Linked DNA regions of Mus musculus: regions 1, 2, 4, 5, 6 and 7 are each linked to region 3. Evidence: chromatin contacts called from public promoter capture Hi-C and targeted proximity ligation data. All regions are on one chromosome and are shown on one strand. The core of a region is the stretch at or near the end of the contact, and the rest is flanking DNA. Distances in the headings are between cores, read along the strand shown.

The links. Promoter capture Hi-C pulls out the DNA fragments that hold promoters and counts their contacts.
Region 1: a contact with region 3 is called in a targeted proximity ligation map of pancreatic cancer cells.
Region 2: a contact with region 3 is called in a targeted proximity ligation map of pancreatic cancer cells. A contact is called at or near these places in 1 of 39 promoter capture datasets (neutrophils) and 2 of 130 datasets of targeted methods (bone marrow-derived dendritic cells and pancreatic cancer cells).
Region 4: a contact with region 3 is called in a promoter capture Hi-C map of liver, with 2.7 times the contacts expected there. A contact is called at or near these places in 2 of 39 promoter capture datasets (liver and pre-B cells).
Region 5: a contact with region 3 is called in a promoter capture Hi-C map of liver, with 2.3 times the contacts expected there. A contact is called at or near these places in 2 of 39 promoter capture datasets (liver and neutrophils) and 2 of 130 datasets of targeted methods (bone marrow-derived dendritic cells and pancreatic cancer cells).
Region 6: a targeted proximity ligation map of pancreatic cancer cells shows a contact between it and region 3. A contact is called at or near these places in 3 of 130 datasets of targeted methods (bone marrow-derived dendritic cells, bone marrow-derived macrophages and pancreatic cancer cells).
Region 7: a contact with region 3 is called in a promoter capture Hi-C map of liver, with 2.8 times the contacts expected there. A contact is called at or near these places in 1 of 39 promoter capture datasets (liver), 1 of 484 Hi-C or Micro-C datasets (B cells), 2 of 130 datasets of targeted methods (bone marrow-derived macrophages and large pre-B cells) and 1 of 9 other capture datasets (embryonic stem cells).

The regions. Positions count from the first base shown.
Region 1 is chr19:7,055,272-7,058,264 of GRCm38.p6, reverse strand. It overlaps Macrod1 (mono-ADP ribosylhydrolase 1), which reads right to left and starts at 1,497. Exons shown (of 11, transcript NM_134147.4): 1 at 1,083-1,497. The coding sequence starts at 1,374.
Region 2 is chr19:5,423,605-5,426,714 of GRCm38.p6, reverse strand. It overlaps Drap1 (Dr1 associated protein 1 (negative cofactor 2 alpha)), which reads left to right and starts at 1,736. Exons shown (of 7, transcript NM_024176.2): 1 at 1,736-2,042; 2 at 2,282-2,354; 3 at 2,440-2,533; 4 at 2,824-2,943; 5 at 3,062-3,110. The coding sequence starts at 2,001. It overlaps AI837181 (expressed sequence AI837181), which reads right to left and starts at 1,571. Exons shown (of 2, transcript NM_134149.2): 1 at 1,407-1,571; 2 at 1-764. The coding sequence starts at 1,546. The coding sequence ends at 8.
Region 3 is chr19:6,305,000-6,308,013 of GRCm38.p6, reverse strand. It overlaps Cdc42bpg (CDC42 binding protein kinase gamma (DMPK-like)), which reads right to left and starts at 1,557. Exons shown (of 37, transcript NM_001033342.1): 1 at 1,139-1,557. The coding sequence starts at 1,298. Gm52380 (a long non-coding RNA gene) reads left to right here and starts at 1,468. Exons shown (of 3, transcript XR_003952842.1): 1 at 1,468-1,550; 2 at 2,302-2,379.
Region 4 is chr19:5,387,054-5,390,243 of GRCm38.p6, reverse strand. Sart1 (squamous cell carcinoma antigen recognized by T cells 1) reads left to right here and starts at 1,541. Exons shown (of 20, transcript NM_016882.3): 1 at 1,541-1,929. The coding sequence starts at 1,617. It overlaps D330050I16Rik (RIKEN cDNA D330050I16 gene), which reads right to left and starts at 1,908. Exons shown (of 1, transcript NR_033224.1): 1 at 175-1,908. It overlaps Tsga10ip (testis specific 10 interacting protein), which reads left to right. Exons shown (of 8, transcript NM_001373978.1): 8 at 47-197. The coding sequence ends at 182.
Region 5 is chr19:5,445,990-5,449,087 of GRCm38.p6, reverse strand. It overlaps Fosl1 (fos-like antigen 1), which reads right to left and starts at 1,390. Exons shown (of 4, transcript NM_010235.2): 1 at 1,033-1,390. The coding sequence starts at 1,137.
Region 6 is chr19:5,348,048-5,350,964 of GRCm38.p6, reverse strand. It overlaps Cst6 (cystatin E/M), which reads left to right and starts at 1,391. Exons shown (of 3, transcript NM_028623.5): 1 at 1,391-1,870; 2 at 2,443-2,568; 3 at 2,916-2,917. The coding sequence starts at 1,631.
Region 7 is chr19:5,566,623-5,569,428 of GRCm38.p6, reverse strand. Ap5b1 (adaptor-related protein complex 5, beta 1 subunit) reads right to left here and starts at 1,405. Exons shown (of 3, transcript NM_001362046.1): 1 at 1,346-1,405; 2 at 822-989; 3 at 1-725. The coding sequence starts at 971.

The DNA.
Region 1 (2,993 bases), core at 248-2,747, 750 kb before region 3:
AGGGTCACCAAGGAAAAGGGAGCTACGGGGAGAAGGGCTGGAATGTAGAAATAGACGCAGACGGTACACTACGTGTGGTACTGCCCCAACTCTCCTCCTCTCCCTGGGTTGCTGCTCTCCATGGGTAAGCAGGACTCTAAGGAAGAACACTAACTCCCTCTGCTGGAATTCTGGACGAGCCCCGCAACTCCCGGCCAAGGTTGAGGGAGTGGCAAGTTCTGATTGCTCCCAAAGAAGACTGTCAAGTGCTTTAGGATCCTGGGCAGACTTGCAACAAGGGAGAGCTCTCTTTTCTAAAAAGGAACCAATCTGAGGTTACCTTCAACCCCGCTTGACCCAGCCCCCATGGTCACGCCCACTAGCAGCCCAGCCAATGGCCTTAGCCGCTCATTGGGAGGAGGATCGGCCCGGAATAATAAGGGAAGCACTGGCGCTGAAAGGCAGGGGCAGCTGGACTGCCACTCAGGGCTATTTGGGGCTCTGCACTTTGCATTCCAGTTAGCGACTAGGTCGTCCGGGACCCGTGGCCCCTTCCTGGCATGCCCGTCCAGGAGGAGAAATACTTTCATTCTTGAGGGAGTCAGTGATTCTCACAAGCCCACGCCCGATGTCAGCCTGCTCTCCAAGTTCTATGATCCCAGTCCCTCAAGAAGGAGCAAAGTGCTGGCAAGGGGCCAGAAGCCAGCAGGAGGGCAAAACGGGCACCTACCATACTCCCAGAGAGGCCCCCGAGCTGCCATTCTTGGGGCTACCTGACCCTACCTGATAGGCCAAGCTTCTACACTTTGCCTTTGCACACTCCCAGCCTGACCTTGGGGAAGTGAACTCTGGCCCTAAGCCTCAGTTTCCCTCCTGTGCATGCATGGAGGAAGGTGGCAGATCCCAGAGGATCTGGGGGTGTGGGGGGTGTGGACTACCTGGGACCATTGCTGAGGTAAGGCCGCCTTCCCCACTCGTTTAGTCAAGGGGTAACCTGGTGTAGGAGCTGGGTATGGATGTGGGCTAAAGGGGTTCCCGAGTGTCTCAGTTGCTCGTGGAGTGCCTTTCGGCCGGGGAGACCCACGCCCTGCGCTCACACTTACATTTGGCCTCCTTCCAGTCGGTGGAGGTGCTCAGGTCCACCTTCGCGGCCATGGCCAGGGGGGCCCAGGTGCGCACCCAGGCTCCACGCCCCGCCGCCCCCCACGCCCCAACTCCCGCCGAGAGCCACGCGCAGTAGCCGTGCTCGCCCAGTGCCACCAGGGGACCGCACGCACTGCCACGGGGCCGCGGGCCACCCGCCGAGCGGCCGGGCCAGGGGCGCAGGGAGACCAGCAGCTGCCCCGCCGCGCGCAGCTGTGCCAGGCGGCCGGACACTTGGCTCTGCAGCGACATGAGCAGGCGGTGCCGGGCGGCTCCCCGCCCACTCGGACTCTATTTACGGTGCTCCGGAGAGTCGCGCTCGGTCCCTTATTTACTCTGGGACGAGAGTGGCGCGTGCCAGCCCGTGGCGACCTGCTTAGAGACCGCGGGCGGCGCGCCGCTGGGCACCCTGGAACTTGTAGTTCCGTCCCGGCCCACTGCGCTCACGCACTGGTAGCACACACGTGCGCACCCAGCCTGTCTGTGTCCTCCCGAGTGTGGCTGCAGCCAACCTTCCGAAGCTCGGTGATTCGACAAGGCACTCCGTGCGTGGGTTTTCCCGCCAAGTCGGCTTCTAGTTCTTTCCGCCTAGTTGCCGTGGCTCATAAGTAAACTCGGTCCTATCGCGTGTTTTGTAGGCATAGAGAGACCTGGACTTGTGTTGGTGCCTCCGCATCACCCAGCTCTGCTTCTGATCCACAGCAGCTGCACGTTCCAGCCTGCCAAGGTGGGGCGGGGGTGATAGGTGCCGCGGACCTATGTGTTAGGGTGGGGCAACTTTTCTGAAGAGCTCGACCTCCCTTAAGCTCCAAGAGCCAAGCAGCGCCGACTGAATTCCACAGCAGCTCACAAGACATTAGTGAGATTTGACAGGAAGAAACCTAGGTGTCAAATAGGCATGGTAAGGCATACTTACAATCCAGCATTCCAGAGGGTGAGGGCGGAGGATCTTAGGAAAGTTTAGGATCAGCCTGACTTACAAGGCAGCCACATAGCAAGACCCTGTCTCAGTCAATAGGTCAGTCTAACAATCAATATAAAAAAGAGCCGGGCAGTGGTGGCGTATGCCTTTAATCCCAGCACTTGGGAGGCAGAGGCAAGCTGATTTCTGAGTTCGAGGCTAGCCTGGTCTACAGAGAGTTCCAGACAGCCAGAGCTACACAGAGAAACCCTGTCTTCAAAAACCAAAAACCAAAAAAAAAAAGGAGAAAAGGAGAGAGAATATGGATCTATAAATGTGGGTGTATAGAAACACTAGAGTAGTGACCTAAGAAGGATAATTTTTTTCTTCTTTATTTTTCTCCTTTTCTTTTGTTGTTGTTGTTGTTGTTGTTGTTGTTTTTTTTTTTTCTTCTCGAGACAGAGTTTCTCTTTGTAGCCCTGGCTGTCCTGGAACTCACTCTGCAGACCAGGCTGGCCTCAAACTCAGAAATCTGCTTGCCTCTGCCTCCCAAGTGCTGGGATTAAAGGCGTGCGCCACCACTGCCCGGCTAATTTTTTTTTTCCTCATATTCCATAATGACATATGCCTGTAACCTGTTCCCGGTTAGCCACTACTTCATATTCAGTTCCACACCAGCCTGGCCTACCTGAGAGCTGGTTGTCAGAGCTACCCAGTGAGACTCTACATTTTTATTTAAAAAGAAAGCGGGGGTGGGGGAGGGATTTAAATCCCGGGGCTGGAGAGATGACTCAGCAGTTAAGATCCCTGACTGCTGTTCCAGAGGACCAGAATTCTATTTCCAGCCCTCACATGGTGGCTCAAAAATCTTCTGTAACTCCAGTTCCAAGGGATGCCACGCCCTCTTCTGGCCTTGCATGGAGTAGTGCACAGCCACACAGGCTGGAAAACACCCAAACACATTAAAAAA
Region 2 (3,110 bases), core at 487-2,986, 880 kb after region 3:
GGCCCCATTAGGTCAGTTCTACATTGTTGGCACGGTCCAGCACTCGAGAGCCACGGGTATTGCCTCCAAGCTGGAAACGGCTCTCATAGAGAGTGGGGCAAAGGTGCCAGCGGTTGGCTCGGTAGATGCCCAGGTAGGTGTAGACATCAGGTTTGTAAGTGAGCAAGCACTTAATGCCTGCAGCACGAATGGCAGAATCTGCTTCCAGCACACCCAAGCGGTCCGTGAAGTCGTCCGTGTAAACACAGATGACCTGGCGCCCACCCTCTTTGGCCCGTGGGCTCACCTTGGCCACCTGGAGACGGCCCTCAACTACAGCCCGGGCAATGCCAGCCCAGGCGTGGTCCAGCTTGAAGCCAGGTGACAGGTGAATCAGCCACTTGCCGGAGAGCACATGGTGGGTGATGGCCAGCTGGCGCAGGGTACCTGGTGTGATGGGTCGCCCACTGGTCTGCAGAGCCTCCCAGGCCGCCTGCAGCCCTTGTACATCCCCTGAGTTGGGGGTGTAACCCTGCCCATAGGCTGCAATCCAGCCCACAGGTTCAGAGTTGGGTGAACCTGGGTCCCCATAGCGAGTAACTTGAGATGGTGGGTACTTGGCCAACCAGGCATCCAGCTCTGTGGCAGGTGTGGTACGGGCATCAAATACCAGCCAGGGGTCCATATCGGCTGCCATGGCCTCTGCAGCCAGGTGCTCAGCAGTGAAGCCATCCTCCCGGCCACCTGGAGAGTCTTCCTCTTCCAGCTCCTCATTTGGTTCCATCCTGTTGTGAGGGAACTGAGTCAGAGGTTTGAGACAGTAAATAAAAAGTGCTGGGTCCTGGAGGGTGCCAGGCACTGCAGTAAACTGTGGCCCTGGGCAAGACATAATGTCTGTGCCTCAGTTGCTTCATCTTCACAATGGGTAACAACTGATCCTGTCTAGATTTGTCTCCAGAATAAGACGCCTGAGGTGGAGTAGCTATAGTTAGTACTACTTTCACTGCTTACAAACAAGGAAATTGAAACTCTTAAGAAAAGGGGCTTGCCCAAGGTCATGCCCGTAAAGAGCGCCAGAGCTTAAGTGTGAACTGGCACGGGGCTCGGCTACACCACCGGACTAGAGTCCTGCAAGGTAGCGCGGCGCTGCAATATAATGGACGTAGGCAAAACGCAGGGTCGCCAACCTCAGAGGATGGCTGTAGAGGGCCAGGCCTCCCCCGGTGAACGATTGGGGGCACCGTGAAACACCGAGGCTCTGAGCCCCAGAGAGGGCAGCGGCCCATCAGGGGGTCAATGGGTACCATCCAGACTCGAACCAGATAGGACCAGGCCTGCGCGAGGACCAGGCTCCAGCCCTACCACATCCGCCGCCATTAGTGCCCACAGCTTAAGGGTTGCCGTCCCTCTCGCCACCCCGCAGTCACCTCCGGCCTTCACTCCGTTCCGCGCCAACCCAACTTCGGGCCCGGCTCCGTTCCTGCCCGGGATCTGCTGCGCCGCCGCCGCCGCCGCCGCCACCCCCGCCGCGCCCCGCCCCTGCCACGGCCGCCGCCGCCGCCGCCATCTTAGGGTCCCGCCACCTCAACAACAACTTTATAGACAAACACAGTCACGGGGCGGGGCCAGAGGCGGAACCAGAAGGCTAGGGGCGGGGGCTCCAGGGGAAGGGGCGGGCAGCGTCCAGGGGCGGAGCCGGCGCGAGAATCCCGGGAGGTGCAGGTCTTCGGGAGGCGGAGCTAACGTTCGTACTTTAGCTTGGGGGGCGGGTGGGCGTGGCGGGCGAGCCCGGGGAAGGACGCGCACCGCCCCAGAGGATCCGAAGCCCAGCGCTCGAGTTTGGGGAGCTGCTTGTCTACGGGCGGCACTAGGACCCTGCGGGAAGTGGTGTAGGCGGAGTAAACGGCACCAGGACCCGGGGAGGGTGGGGGGGGGGACCGCGGCGGGCCGGCGGCGGACAGGCCCGGGGCCGGGAGGCTGCGGGCGGCGGCGCTGGGCCCGGCGCAACGAGAGGCCCCGAGATGCCAAGCAAGAAGAAGAAGTATAACGCGCGGTTTCCGCCGGTGAGCACGTGGCCCGGATGGGCCCCGGCAGGCAGGGCTCCCGGGAGGCTTGGGCCCAGGTCCTGCTGGTGGGGGGGGCGGGTGCCTTTAGGTGTTCACGGCCTGACGCCCCGCCCCTTCCATGCCCTCCTGACTTAGCGCCCCCCGCCCTCTTCTCCTTCTCCCGGGATACCCCCGGTTCCCTCTGTCCCCCGTGTTAGGGACGCAAGAGACGAGCTCTGTCCTCTTCCTTTCGGCAGGCGCGGATCAAAAAGATCATGCAGACGGACGAAGAGATTGGGAAGGTGGCGGCAGCTGTGCCTGTCATCATCTGTATCCTACTAGGGGCCGGTTGGGCTGAGGGGCGTGGGGCGGGACTGCGGCACTCCCCTTTTTGGATTCTCCTTGACGTCTTCAGCCCGGGCCCTTGAGCTCTTCCTGGAGTCCCTGTTGAAGAAGGCTTGCCAGGTGACCCAGTCTCGAAATGCCAAAACCATGACCACGTCCCACCTGTGAGTGGCCGCCGAGCTGGGAGGGGCTTTTGAGGAGGCAGAGTTCCGACAGGGGGAGTGGTGCAAGGCCCAGGGAGGCCAGCTTTGTGGATTTGGACTGATGCAGGAGAGATTAGGTGTTTCAGGTGCAGGGAATACAACCAGATCCGAGCCACCGGCCCTCCCAGGAGGCCTGGTGGAAGTAGGGGTGTTTTTAACGTTCCACTGTACTGACACGAAGAAGTTGTTTGTATCCTTCCCTAAGTGTTTTGGGGGCCCCATTTGAACCCCTTCCTTTCCCACTTCTTTAGGAAGCAGTGCATTGAACTCGAGCAGCAGTTTGACTTCTTGAAAGACTTGGTGGCATCAGTGCCTGACATGCAGGGGGATGGGGAGGACAACCACGTGGATGGGGACAAGGGTCCTCGAAGGTGGGTAGCCAAGACCCGGTATACAGGTGGGGAAGGCCAAGGCCACAAGGTTGGGGGTGGCTGGGGGATGAACCAGGAGGAGAGAGTCCTCGTGCAGATGGACTGTACCTTCCCGAAGGGGCCGGAAACCGGGCAGCAGCGGCAGGAAGAACGGAGGCACGGGAAGC
Region 3 (3,014 bases), core at 308-2,807:
ACCACCAGCCACATTGGCCAAACTTGGTGCCCAGATCCAACCTCCTGGACAGGATGCCTAATACCTTTGTCTTGCCAGAAGGGGTGGGGGCTCTGGGCAGGAGCAGGGACAAGTTGGGGCAGGAGAGGCGTGAGTCACACCCGGCCTTGGAGTTACCTCGGGAGAAGTCAACAGACATGCCCTGTGTTGGGGTCCCAAGCAGAGGTGCCAGAGGCAGGCAGGGAGAAACACACATATGTGTAAACACACACACATGTGCCACATGCACACACCCAGGTACAGGTGTCATGTGGGAGTGATGACAAATCAGACACTTGTAAAACACAGAAGAGTCACAGAGAAACAGGCAGGCAACGGGGGCAGGGCCGTCTAACTGCTCTCACCCCAGAAAGAAATGGCAGGACTGGCTGGTAGACCCCCATCCATATTTGGCCTAGCCTTGTGTCTGCCCATAGCTCAGGAGCACCAAGAACTCTGATCGCCTACAGGGTAAACACCCCATGTTTCAGGCCCAATTCCCATGCCCTCCTCACCAAAGCCTGGCCAGATGTGTCCAGTGCCCACATTGGGTTTAGGATCACCCTAAGTCAGCCATTCCCAAGGATTCAGACGAATCAAATAAAACCACTTCTAACAAGACCCCAAATCCTCCAAAGGGGTTGAGGTTGGTTCTTGGTCCCGGCTAGGGATTGAAGTAAGGAGACTTGTCTGCAAGGTGAAGGACGAGGACTTTTGAGTGTGTGACAGGTGAGAGGGGTCCTAGAACAAAGTGCCCGTCCTCTTGAAGAACGGAGGAAATAGAGAAAGTCTGTATGTTTATGTCACACAAAACGGTGTCCGCCTAAATGTATGTTCTAGGTAGAGCATGAGGTGACCGTTGTGAAAGATGTGTATTGGCAACATGTCTGGGGTCTGTAGCAGGGTATGTGGGAAGTGTACCTTATGTACCTGTCTCTGGGAGTTTGAAGTAAGGTGCAGGTGAGCGAGCGGGCTGTGGAGACCAACGGCAAGCGTTAGATACAGCACAATGAGGAAGTTTCAGGAATATGCCACTCCCGGGAAAAGGTCTGGGGGCACAAAGCTCCAGGTGTTGTCGTCCCTCCAGCTTCCCTTCCCGGGTGTTGCCCGGACCACTCACCCCAGCTCAGAAACTGCGCCACGTTACGCTCCCGGCGCAGGGGGGCGCTGCTGAGCTCTTGGTGCACCCCCAGCAGCAGATCCAGGAGGCCGTCGAGCCCTGGGCTGCCACCAGCTTCGCCCCGTACCAGCTGCTCCAGCGCACGCAGCCGCTGCTCCATGGCTGCCGCTGGAGCCCCGAAACCCGGGCTAGAGCCAGGCCGCCCGCATGCCCCGTCCGTCCGTCCGCCCGGCGGTCCGTCTGTGGTCCCGTGGCTCGTTCTGCGCGGCTTCCCCCCTCCCTCCCGCCCTCCCCGCTGTCACCTTCCTCGGTCGCCACCCGCGCTCCTTCACCTGGTCGCCCGCCCCGCCCTCCAAGCCCGCCCCCGACGGACGGGCAGGTGCGCGCCGGCCAATGGGAGCCGCGGCTGAAGGTGAAGGTGGGAAGGCGGAGGCGCGCGGGGGCGGGGCCGACCCTCGTCCAGGAAGTGGGAGGGCGGGCCACGAAAAGTAACTCCTGGGCGGGGTTGGAGGGGGTCCGTTGGGGTCGCAAAAGGCCCCTCTGATCACGGTGCCACCCCAGTCCCAGCGCCACCTAGACCCTCATGAGACACTAACCTAGACAGAGCCTAGCGCAACTTCCCGCGGGACCCGGCCAGCGGCCTGTCCCTTAGCCAGGCCAGAGGGGCTAGGGACGGTTGCGGCCCTGAAGCCGGATGGGAGTTGTAGTCCGCTCTGGCCTCGGTTTGAAAGCGGCGCTAAGGCAACACACCCATCTACCCCCAAAAGTTTCTGATCTCCTTTAAATCCTTAAAACTAACCCAGAGACATGTAGTTGAGGTAGGATGGGCACACTCATTTAGCATGAATACACTGCGGCTTTGGAAGGCTGAGGGTAGGGGGTCTCTGAAACTAGATTCTCGTGTGGACCTAGATGGGACTGATTTTCAAGGCTTTGGCGGGAACAAGGCCCTGAACTGGAACGTGGAGGGCACAAGAAGTTTGAGATGTGCTGATGGAGGCAAAGGAGGTGGAGGTGCTGGCTGTGTCCAGGGAGGTTTTTTATTTCTGGCCATCTGTGTTGGTCTTGATGGTGACAGGCCAGATACCAAAGAGAAGGGTGCTCTGGTGTCTTTTGAACAACTTGTTTAAAGGCCTACTTAGAGGGCTTGCCTCTCCTTCCAGACTGCAAGCTGAAGACCTTGACAGGATCGAGTCATCAGCGTTGAGGGAGGAAGCATTCTGAATGTTTGCAGGGGCAAAGTGAGTGGGACACCCAAATCCCATCTAACGGGGTCTAGAAACATTACAGGGGTTATGTTGGGGTGGTGGTGTGGGAGTGCACGCCTTTAATCCCAGTACTTGGGAGGCAAAAACAGGTAGATCTCTGGGATCCAGGCCAGCCTGGTCTTCAGAGTAAGTTCCAGGACAGCCAGGGCTATACAGAGAAACCCTGTAAAAAAAAAACAAAACAAAAAAAAAAAAAAAAAAAAACCAACCAACCACTGTAGGTCTCTCATTTGATCTTTACAGAAGCCCCTTCTCCATGAGGTCCACAATTTGAAATGGGGAAAACACAGGCATATATTTCTTTCCAGATCTATCAGGCTGGGAAAGAGACTCAGGATTCAAATTCAATGCCATGGCACTGCCAAGGGAGGGTCAGGGAGGGCAGACTGGAGTTTGGATTTACGGTTTTTGTTGTTGGTGTTGTTTTTATCCTCTCATATAAACTAGGCTGATCTGGAACACACTATGTAGTCAAGAATGACCCAGAATTCCCAGGCGTACTGCTTCAACTTCCTAGTTCTTAGATTACAGGGTGAATTGATGGAGCCTACTGGCTCTCTCAGGGATTCTGAACCTCCTCAGCACAGGGCAGGGCTGGGGCCCACAGA
Region 4 (3,190 bases), core at 292-2,791, 920 kb after region 3:
GAAGAGGGTGCTGTGGAGCCCACTGGTCTCCATCTGTGTCTTTAAGGAGCAACCGATCACTTAGAGCAGAAATGGAGCCCTCTTCTCAGAGCCCCCCCAAAACAGAGCCAACCAGCAGCCAGCCTGGAAGACGCCCCTCCCCAACCCTGGACCCAGACTACAGTCCCCGAGAGAAAAATTAAACGCTTTATGGCCAAGTACAGTGTGAGACTTCTGAGGGGAGTTGGCTGTGGGTCGGAGATAGGTAGCGGAAGTGGGTGGCAGAGGTTGAGCTGTTTCCCCCACGCCCTGGAAACCCAGGCTACACCTCATTCTCAACAAGCCGTCTCTCTACTGAGGCGTGGGGCACCGGAAAGGAATCCGCTGAGACTTTGCCATGCTTTCCCCAACATGCCAGGGGACCTAGAAATCTTAGTGAACAGGACCCTGCCTCTGAAGGCGCTCAGTCTCGGGGTGGACCTTCAAAGGTGCCCATCCCCCACACCAAACCACACCAGCGAGGTGCTACACCGGAAGTCCAGAGAGGAGCAACGACTATCAGATGGGAGTGTGTGAACCCTTAACTTAAACCCTTAACCCTTTACTCAACCCAAAACAAAGCAACCAAACTAAACAAACAATCAAACAAACAGAAACCCAGGAAAAGTCGAGAAAAGCATGTAATCCCAGCCTGGGCTACATAGTTAACAGGCTAGACAGAACGGGAAAAACAAAAAAAGGAGGGAAAGCATATACATGCACAAATGTGCCGAATTTGCACTCAAGCCTGGAGTGGCCATGCACACGAGAGGCTGACAGAGGGACTGTGGTGGGTTTGAAGACAGCCAGGGGTAAGTAACAAGTACTAGACCTACCTTTACAAAAAAAGAAAACTAGAAACAAACCATCACTCAGTATCACCAGGTTTATAGGCACAAATTCAAAGAGCACTCCAAAGCCTAGTTAAAAAGGTCCAATCCAGCTGGGCGGTGGTGGCGCACGCCTTTAATCCCAGCACCTGGGAGGCAGAGGCAGGCGGATTTCTGAGTTCGAGGCCAGCCTGGTCTACAGAGTGAGTTCCAGGACAGAGAAAACCCCTGTCTAAAAAATAATAATAAAACGGTCCAATCCATCAGTCTAGGGGACATAGGATGACGGTAGCGTTCGCTAAAAGAAAGAGTATTTTCCAACTCTGGATGGAGCCCCGGCACTAGGGAGCTTGCTTGGACAGTCACTGGAGAGGGGGCTGCCCACAGAGAGACTTGAGGCACAGAGCACCACGAAGCGATCAGAGTGGAAGGGGAAGGAGGCAGGGGAAACTTCTAGCTCCGGAGATGATGACCCAGTACCATGCTAAAGTTCTTACGGCTCTACGACTACCATCTTAGATGGCGCGAGAGGGTGGACGGCGCAGTCTCTACAGGTGCGCGTGCGCAGAGACCAGTAGCTGGCAGGCGGGACCGCGCACCCTCAATCAGTCCCTCCCGTGAGCCTTTGGAGGTTCCCAGGCAGGCCCCGGAAACAGCCCCTCTTAGTTTCCGGCAACAGGAACGGGGCGGTCGCGCGACCCGGAAGCGTTCCCATTTCGCGTCGTCTGGGCTAGGGTAGCGGCCCGGCTCCAGGCGGACGCAATAATCATGGGGTCGTCAAAGAAGCACCGTGGCGAGAAGGAGGCGGCCGGGACGACGGCTGCGGCCGGGACTGGGGGCACGACCGAGCAGCCGCCACGGCATCGCGAGCATAAGAAACACAAGCACCGGAGCAGCGGCGGCGGCAGCAGCGGCGGCGAACGACGGAAGCGGAGCCGGGAGCGTGGGAGTGAGCGCGGGAGCGGGCGGCGTGGGGCGGAAGCCGAGGCCCGCAGCGGCGCGCACGGTCGCGAACGAAGCCAAGCGGAGCCCTCGGAGCGGCGCGTGAAGCGGGAGAAACGCGATGACGGCTACGAGGCCGGTGAGGGCGGGGCCCGGGGGCGGGGCAGGGTCTTGGGATGCCCAGGACGGAGGGTACGGGAGGACCTCGAGGGCCATCTGCCTCTCGGGTTAAAGACGTCCTCCGGGTGTTTGGGGTTAAACGTTGACGTCTCCACGTTAAGCTTTAAGAAGACAGGAGTCTTCCTGCCTTCCCTGTCTTCCTGGCACTTCACAGCAATGCATTGGGTGGGTGAATGAGGTGGGACGAGCGTGTACAGACAATCGACCAATAGCTCATAGCGGAGACATGAAGCAGTAAGATAGGCTTGGGTCTGAACCAGCGCTGTAAGCCCTGTTGAGAAGTTTGGGCTTTGTTATGAGGATGGTAGGGAGCCAAGGATTTGAGTAAGCAAGTGACTTGAATTGCATGATATTTTATGAAGATCAGTGGGTTGAGAGCTTGTCAAACGTAGGACCAGAGATCAAGAGATCGGGAGGGAGGTCCAAGCAACCAGGTGAGGGCTAATAGTATGCATGTTTCTCTATGCAGCGGGCCGGAGAGAAGTGGACAGATTGAATAGGAATTCGGTCTGATTGGCCTGGTGAATGGAGGTGTCATCTGTTGGAACTGAGTTTAGAAGAGAAGCAGATTTGAGGCAGGGGAGAATGACACAGTTTTGGGAGAACTTTATGTTTGGTGTATATGGGAAACCTTACAGTTTAAGTGAGATAGAGTGACTTTGGGCTGGTGTGTATTCAGGAAACCAAAGAAGTGCCTTAGAACATGTGGAATGAGAACGAGAGTCAGGCATAGAACCTGCTAAATTCCAGTAGTTCAGTTGTGGGCAGAGGAACATGTTGAGGAGCATAAATAGTAGCCAGTGGCAGGAACCCACAGTCTGCCCATAGGATCTATGCAAAGAGAGCATTGCTGAAGTGTGATCCACCACAGGACATTAATCTTTTAAACAAAGGATTGTTTTTATGTTAATGCATTTGAGTATTTTACCCTCATGTGCCCGTGCCAGCAGAGGTCAGAAGAAGGCATCGGATCCCCTGGAACTGAATTAGATGGCTGTGAGTTGCCATATGGATTCTGAGAACCAAATTTGGGTCCTCTGTAAGAACAGCAAGTGCTCTTATCCCCTGAGACATCTCTCCAGTCTCCAGATCAGAAATTTTCTTGAAAGTAATCTGCTAGTTGGAAAAAGGGAGACTTGGGACTTGACAGTTCCCACAGAAAGTGGAGTGGTGCCAAGGCAGAGAAAGGGACTGTTGGGTTAAAGAAGAGAGTGACTGCA
Region 5 (3,098 bases), core at 141-2,640, 860 kb after region 3:
ACTGGGTTCAAGCTCTGTGAGCTAAGGATGTGGGGCCCCTCCAGTCCAGGAAGCACCTCACATGCTTAGGCAAGTCTGGACAGCTATGTCCCCAGCCCAATACTGGGGGACCCAGCATCTCAGTGACCCCCGTTCTGGGCTAGAAGCACTGCCAGGGGCATCTCTCGCTCCCAGGTCGTCGGTCCTTAGGGGCCGTTTGGGGCCAGGAAGGGAGGGGCACCCAGGGTGACTCAGCCTCAGTGACTCGGCCCGCTGTGACTCGGCGAAACGGACGCAGCTCCTTCCCTCCCCTGGCGACACGTGCTCGCGGCCCCTCGACAGGAAATGGACACCTGCAACCTCTCAAGTGCCCCTATCCAGCAGTGAGAGACGTCGGGTGCCGAGAATGTGGAGCGCGAGTGTGGCCGGGCAGGTGACCCCGCGCACATCCCAACACTTCGTGGTCTCCAGGAACCCCTCGGAACCACTGCCTGGGGCCCATGGGCTCTATACTGCGCACAAAGAGATGAGGACTTGACCGGATAAAGGGACACGGACAACCAGAGCAACACACGGACAGCCTCGGACAGGCTGCTAAGAATTCTCTGTCCCGGCTGAGTTCTGATGGACCCCGTCTCTATGTGCCCAGACCCCAGGTCCCAGTTATTAACTGGAGATGGAGAACACCTCTGATCCTGTCCAGGCAGGGATGGGGCAGGTATTTAGAGGGACAGCGTATTAGGGGCAGATAGGAGGAAATGTAAGACCGTAACGGAGACGGAGGGGCAGAAAGACAGTCAGCTAGGGAGATACGGGCGAGCGAGAAGGGGAATTCGCAGATATTCGCGCTTCCCGCTGCGCTCGTCCCCTTGGCCACCGGGTACATAGGTTCCCCGACCACACAGAACGTGCAGGATCCTCGGTCGCGACCACCAGAGTCAGATGCTGCTCGGGGCCCCAGTCCAAATCCCGGAGCAAACTAGACTAATCCCAGCATCCCTGATGCTGTCCAAACTCAGGTCCCCCCCCCCCCGACGATTCGGCCAGTCTCACCTGCTGCTGGGCGGTCTGTGCCTGAGCTTGCGGGGGCTGCGCGGGGCGACCGTACGGGCTGCCAGCCCCGGAGCTCGGTCCCGGTTCCCCGTAGTCTCGGTACATGCCCTGGGCTGGATGTTCGGTAGGGTCCGCGTTGGCGGCTGCGGTTCTGACTCACTCGCGCCTCTCGGAGTCTGGTCTTTTTTATGAATGAAAAGTTCTTGGGCTGAACCACTTGCACCACGGGGGGTGGGGGCGTGTCTCAGCGGCGCCTTTCACCTCGCAGGGGACCCACCTCTCCAGATGAACCTCTGTGGACCGGTCCGCTCGGAACTTCACGACCCTCTGCTCGGGTGGCAAGCCGCCTCTACAGACAGAAAGCGACCGACTTGGCGTCCCCTAGCATCCGCGGCGGCCACGCCCCCCTCTGACGCAGCTGCCCATACATGGTGCAATTTCCTTGCCGCGCCCAGGTGCACCGAGGATTCCCCCTGACGCACCTTGCCGAAGTTGGGGCTTGCAACTGCGCCCCGCCCCGTTCAGACTAGCCAAGGTTCCCAACACAGGGCGAAACAAAATCCTGTGGCCGCCTGGCCTCGCGCCAAGACTTAGAAAGAAGAACGGGGAGAGTGTCTGAAAGCTGGGAAGTGAATTATAAATATGGGTTATTATTATCATCATCATTATTTACCTGGAGAGAATCATTCCAACTGTCACCCAAGTCTGCAGTCCTGACTTAAGACCGCTCCTCTCAAGTGGGGTGAGAAGTTTCTTTAGTTGAGTTTGCTTTGCTTGTGGTTTGTGGAGGGAGGTTGGTTGAGACAGGGTCTCAGGTATCTAGTTGAGGCTGCCCTTGAACTCCTGATCCTTCCGTCACCTCTCAAGTGTTGGACTGTGCCACCATCACACCTGGCTTTTGTAGATAGGGTCTCTTGTTGTGCAGGTTGGCCTTGAACTCCTTATGTAGCTTAGAATAACCTGCTTTCACTTCTCAAGTGGAGGGCAGACATTACAAATGTGCCCCTCCACACCCAGTTTCAACTGTTGTCAAGGTTTTTGATAGACTGAAAGGTTATTGACAAACCAGGGTTATGAAATGTTGTTATATTTGAATACTACGTGAAGTGGCATTTAGTGTACCCACAGATAGAAGGCGCTACATGTTTGAGACCGTCTCTGGAGCTATCACAAGCTTTAATCCAGGCCTCTACAGGCAGAGAGCGCCTACAGAAGGACATAGGTGTCCTGAGACACAGTCAGTAAGGCTTCTTGACTGAAGGTCTGACTGGAGGCACTCCTCCAGTACTATGTGTGTCACCAGCCCACTTTGGAAGTATGTGAAAGGCCTTGATACGGGTGAGGTCCTGACCAGGTGTGCTGAGGAGGTAAATGCCATCATAACCCCCACTTCTCAGATGGGAAAAACTGAGGCTGACAGGTATTGAAATGAGTTGCTCAAGGCCACTGAGTAAGTGGCTGAGTCTGGTGACCAAGTCAGGCCATGAGCTTCAAGCCTTTACATTGTACGTACACGAAGAATGGCAGACTGGGAGAGCATGGGTCCCAAAACTCTTTCTCTGATTTCTTCCATCTCAATGGAGACTGAAGAAACTTGTCCTCAGGGAAGCAGAGGCCTGGGCTGTCTTCATTGGGAACAAAGGCTGGGGTTCTGCTGTTTGGACTCAGGCCTGGAGGCCAGTATATCTCATCATAGAACTATACTTTGTGTCCATGTGACCCGGGGAGGTCTCCTTCCTGAGTCTGGGGTGGGCCTCACTGTTGACCTCACAGGGCTACTATGGGACCAAAGGAGACCACGGATGTGACAGAGCTTTGCTGTTGAAGCATCCTCAAAAGATCACCAGCCTAGAGCCCCTCTAGGGCTCTAGGGCTCTTTCCTTAAGCTAGGAAAGAGAAATGCAGGCATGTGTGTTGGGGATTAGGGGAGGAGGGGAGAAGAGTCTTGGTAGTGAATCCATAGAAAGAATACGCCTACATGCACGGTACACTCAGAATGCTCTGGGTTCTGGGTTTGAATTCTGGTTGGGCTGACCATCCACTGTGAATCCAGGATGATTCACCCA
Region 6 (2,917 bases), core at 142-2,641, 960 kb after region 3:
CATCCTATTTCCCGTAGGACACCCAGGCCCTGAGTGACTATCCAAAGCCTCCCAGTTAGAAAGATGGCACCTGGCGTGACTCACCCCTCTTCGGAGGCAAGTCTTTCTTTTCAAACTCAGCCTGAGCTAAGAACATAGACAAGAACTTGACCTGGTAGCACAGGCTTGTAATCCCTGCCAGGAGGCTGAAGCTGGGAAGCCACAGACTCAAGGCCTGCAGTCTACAGAGCAAGGGCTTCACGGTCAGCCTGGGTGATCAACAAGTCCCTATCTAGAGATAAGGAGTAAAACGAGGGCTGCATGCCGGGCATGGTGGCGCATGCCTTTAATCCCAGCACTTGGGAGGCAGAGGCAGGCAGATCTCTGAGTACGAGGCCAGCCTGGTCTACATACAGAGTGAGTTCCAGGACAGCCAGGGATACATAGAGAAACCCTGTCTTGAAAACAAAACAAACAAACAAACAAACAAACAAAAAAAACGAGGGCTGCAGGTGAAGTGTTTGCCCAGCATGCATAAGACCCTAGGTTCAAGCCCAGCAAAATGAAATGAGGCTAGGGATATTAGTTGGTAGAGTGCTTGTCTCTAGCACACATGAAGCCCTGCATTCTGTTCTCAGCACCAAATAAAATATGATGGTAATGCTAGCACTTGGAAGGGAGAAGCAGGGAGATCAGGAGTTCAAAGTCATCCTGAGCTATGAAATTCAAGGTCAGCCAGGGACACACAAGATCTTATTTTATAGCACACACACACACACACACACACACGACTTAGGCTCTTCAGTATACTTACTTACTAGGGACCAGTTGAAATCGTTGCACATATTACTTCTCCCTTCTGTGCCATGGCGTCCCACCTCTGCAAAGTGAAAGGGTCAGCCAACCGGGTCCACCATGGCTGTGAGGGACAGTAGTGCCGGCTTGAGTAGTAAGGACTCCTACCCACCCACCGTTTGTTTGCATGGCACCCGGCCTCTCTTAGGCTCTTTACCTGTGTCAGTTCATCGATCCTTATAGCATTTATTTTTCAGAAGAAGAAATGCAGGCTGGGAGTTATAATTTCTCTAAAAATGGCACGATAAGAAAATGGTGGCAATGCCGGATGATAGTGGTGCACACCTTTAATCCCAGCACTCGGGAGGCAGAGGCAGGTGATTTCTGAGTTCGAGACCAGTCTGGTCTACAAAGTGAGTTCCAGGACAGCCAGAGCTACACAGAGAAACCCTGTCTCGAAACAAACAAACAAACAAGAAAGAAAGAGAGAGAGAAAGAAAGAAAGAAAGAAAGAAAGAAAGAAAGAGAAAAGGAAATGATAAAATGATAGCAGTAAGAATGTAACCATATAATTGCTTTTGGCAACTCAAACGTCAGGGCCCTGGTATGAACTGTTCTCTCCCTCCTGGGAGATAGGAATGATAGGCCAGCATCTCTACACGTAGAGGTTCTGGGACCTGTGTGCCATCTCTGGTTCTTACACTGCGTAGGTAGGGGAGGTGCACCCGCCTCCAGGCACCTGCAAGCTGGTCCAGGCTTGCTAAGGAAACAAGCAGGCGTTGGGCGGGGCCGGGAGGGGCCCGCGAAGGCTGTAAAAGCCGCGCAGGATGGAAGTCCAGACACTGAATCCGCGGCTATGGAGCGTCCTCACTTCCCGCTGGCGATGGGCCTTGGCCTGCTCGCATTCTGCCTCCTGACCCTGTCACCTGACGCCCGCGCCGAGCTGCGGAGCCGCAGGACCGGAGAACGCCAGAACTTGTCACCCACCGACCCGCGGGTGCAAAAGGCCGCACAGGCAGCTGTGGCCAGCTACAATATGGGCAGCGACAGCCTCTACTACTTCCGAGACACCAAAGTCATCGATGCAAAATATCAGGTGCGGTGGCTGGGACAGAGGTTGTGGGACAGGTTATGGAACAGAGTGGCTGTGGAGAGGGACAATTTGGAGAGGGACAGGGACAGGGGGACCGAGGACAGGTGACAGGAGACAGGAGATAAACAGAGAGCTGCTTAGCTTGCTACCAAACACAAGGGGGCACTAAAACCAACCATAACCCCCAGACCTTTCTATGAAATACTTCAAAACAAAACAGATTAGTAAAGTCCTCTGGAAGCAGCGCTATCTAACTATCAAAGAAATGCAGGATGCAGCCTCCTTTGGCATAACTAACCTCACTTCCCCAACCTGCCAGGTGGAGTGGAAGGGCCCAGTGTAGGTGCCACATACCATTCACCTTTACAGTCTAGCCGCAGACAGGAGCTCTCCAGCTTCTTGCCCAGCCTAGGGCTCTGCTCACACACAGAAGTTCCTGCCTCCACTCCAGGTCTGAATATGTAGGTCAGAGGGTTGCATTTGCCTGGGAGAGTGGAGACTCTTAGAGGGAGGGAAAGCATAGACACACAGGTTGGACTCCCAGGCATCTCTCACCTGCCCTGTTTGGTTCCCAGCTGGTGGCTGGCATCAAGTACTACCTGACTTTGGACATAGAAAGCACAGAGTGCCGAAAGACCAGAGTCTCTGGAGAACACATGGACCTCACCACCTGCCCTCTGGCTGCAGGGGGGCAGCAGGAGGTAACAGCACCGACCCCATCCCAACCCCATGCAGGGTCTGAGGCCCTTAGCTTGTCTATCCTGACCAGTCTATCTGGTCAGGCAGAAGCCTGGCTCCACCTGTTCGCTTTGGCTCTTGTATGACTCAGGCCAGGGTGGAGTGCAGAAGAGAGACTGGGGATTCCTCGTGGGGTAGGAGTTGCCTGAGATAAACCTGGGAGCATCTCCTGCCTTCTGATTCCATGTTTTGGGACCACTCATGGTCTGTCCCCGGCTCCAGAGAGACGTGGCCGTCAGGGGGGCTGACTTCTGGGAGGAGGAGGTTGCTGCCAACCTCACCCTCCTTGTCCTCTGTGCTTCCCTCTCAGAA
Region 7 (2,806 bases), core at 156-2,655, 740 kb after region 3:
CCCAACAGCCACAGAAGTTGAGCCTGAGCCACAGGAGTGAGCAGATAGGAAGTGTCCAGAAGCTGGGCCACGGCAGCCTTCAGCTCTCGGGCGTCCTCGGGGCTGGGCTCTAGAACCGGAAAGCCACGCTCCTCCTCCCCAGCTGTGGGCCAGCTGGGCCCCTGGGGCTTAAGATGGGCATCCCATTCCTCAGCCAGGGTCCAGTCCCAGGGACAACTCCCAGTGGAGAAGTCCTCAGCCACCAGCAGGCCTTGCAGGCCAGCCCCAGACCTGGACTGTACCACCAAGGTGTCGTGTAGAACAAGGGCCAGAAGCAGGCTGACAGGCTGGATGGGACCTGTTTGCCCTGGGAGGCTCCGCAGCATCCCCAGGGCGCCGGCCAGCAGCCCAGGCTTACAGCGCTCAAGTTCTCCAAGGCATTCACAGGCTGTGGCCTGTAGATGGCGCTGTTCTGAAGGGGTTCCAAAGCTTCGTCCCAAGTCTCGGCCTGAAGCTAAGCCAAGAAGTAAGGGCAGAAGCCGGCAGGAAGCTCCCGAAGTGGGTCCGAGAGCATCTCCTGACACCAGGGCTGTAGTGGCTGCCAACAACAGGAGCCTCCGGAGAGCTGAAGGTCTTGTGGGCAGGAGGACAAGCGTGTCCAACAGGGAAGTGGCAGCAGCCTCCGCGGCAGGTGCATCAGGCCAAAGTTTATCAGAGTACTCCAAGCTCAGTGTCAGTAAGGAAACCTGAGATGGGGGATTTAAGAGGAACTCGTTGAGTTCAGCATGCGGTAGTATGAAGCAACCATATGGACCACGGCAGGGCACACGGGCAGGACCTACCTTGGTCTGCTCGCTTAGCTTTTCACTCCTTAGGTCACTCAACAGGTCGCGACCCAAATCCTCACCTTCGGCACCTGCCAGAAAGGCGGATGGGCTGGCTCGGAAGGCCCCCAGGCGCTGGGCCCAGGCTTCTCGACCTAGGGGCCCCATGGTCAGTCATCCACTTCTCTGTAAAGGGAAGAGAGCATCAGACACCGAGGCGAGGACGACGCGCAGGCCTTTACGGCCACTAGAGGGCGCCCAGGTCCTCCACCTTCCCGAGGGGCTGCTGTTACCCTAGGGCCGTCTTGCAGACCCCTCCCCGCCCCCCAATGCCTAGGTCCCGAGATGAACTCTGGAGGCTTCGGAGATAATGCCGGAAGCAACAGCCCGGGCCCCTGCAGGATAGGACCCGCAGGATCGGGGTGGGGGTGCCCAGAAGGTGCGTGCGGAGAGCTCATTAAGCCTCCCGCCTACGAAGGGCATCGAAACCACAGCGTCGCTCGCGCCCCTGGCGCCCGTGGTAACGGGTCGGCCTCTCTCACCGCTTGAGTCAGCTGCCGCGGGCGCTCGGTCGGCTCCTTCCGGGCTGGCAGGCTGGCGGCGCGGGCCGGGGCGGGGCGCGGCGCTCGGCGCGTGGGCGGCCGGGACGGGGCGAGCCCGGGGGCGGGGCGTAACGGAGCCTCCGCCTGCCACGCCCGCCAGGCCGGCAGGTGCCGACTCGCCGGTTTCGCCAGGTCTGAGTAACTGTCTCGCCGTGCAGGCCCCCTGCCCCGAAACTGCCGCAGGCACGGGCAGGGGCGGGGTTTGGTGGGCCGGGCTCCCGGTCCGCTCCCCGATGGAACTGCGTTCCCAGGCCCTGGAGCAGAACAGCGGCTTGGGCAGATCGGGAAGGCGGCCAGCGCGTCCCCCAGTCCTCCCGCCCGGGCCCGGTGACTGCGCGCTTGGCCCGGCTGCTTGAATGCGGGTCTTCGGGCGGCCGCTGGGTGGCGCGCGAGGCGCAGTCCCAGGGCAGAGCAGGAAGAGCAAGGCGTGGGTCACTGCGGGACCGGTCGAACCGGCGCCGCAGGGCTTGGCTTGGCGTCCTCAACGCTGACCTGGCGTCGGGGGTGCTGGGGGGGACCACCTCGCTCTGCTTGGAGGCGAGGACCCGGGGCCAGGGTCGCAGCCGGATGGTAGCTGCTGACCTTTGCCCGAAGTCGCACGGATTGCCTACAGGGGTCGGGCGCGCTAGAGTAGAGCGAGCAGGGCGGGACCTTAAGACGCAGCGAAGCCGAAACACAACGGGATCCTGACTCTAGGTGTGCGTGTTGGCGGGGCCTGGAGGGTCACTCAGCTCGTAACACACCTAATATGAACCGAGAAACCAAGGCTTGAGAAGACAACGGCCGGGCTGCCAGACTTCTGGCCAAGTAGTACACACGCTACCTACTAGAGTCCAGAGGACTGTATCTGGGCTTGTTGGCGAGTCCCAGGCTGTGGGTGCTCACTGGCCCGCTAGTTTCAGGGGCTCAGACCTTCTGTCGTCCAAATCTCATACTCACCGTCCTATAAAGCCTCCTGCTAGCCACTTTGAAGATGAAACACCTGAGCCCCCATTGCTAGCCTCTGGCTATTTCTTTGTCTTTGTCCCTTTGGGTGGCCCAAGTTCCTTCCTAGCCCCTTATCCTGACCTGGCTGCAGATGAGAGTGGTGAGGTAGGGTCCTAAAAAGAAGACTGCCTGGGCCCCCAGAACAAGGGTAGAAGAAGAGAGAATGGAGACATGGGGGCGTTGGGGGAGGCACGGGGAGCTAGAAGACCTGGTCTCTGCTCTTCTGGGCTCTGGCTCCACAGCTGACTCACAGGCGACAGCTCTAAACCACTTCCCTCTAGGTGCCTCAGTTTCCCCATCTATAAATTGGGAGTGATGACTCCTGTTTAAGAAGCTTTGGGGTGGGGCGCCCGGCTAATTAGGCCCAAGATGAAAGAGGCCAGGGTGAGAGCAGCCCTGGGCTGGGAAGGCAGG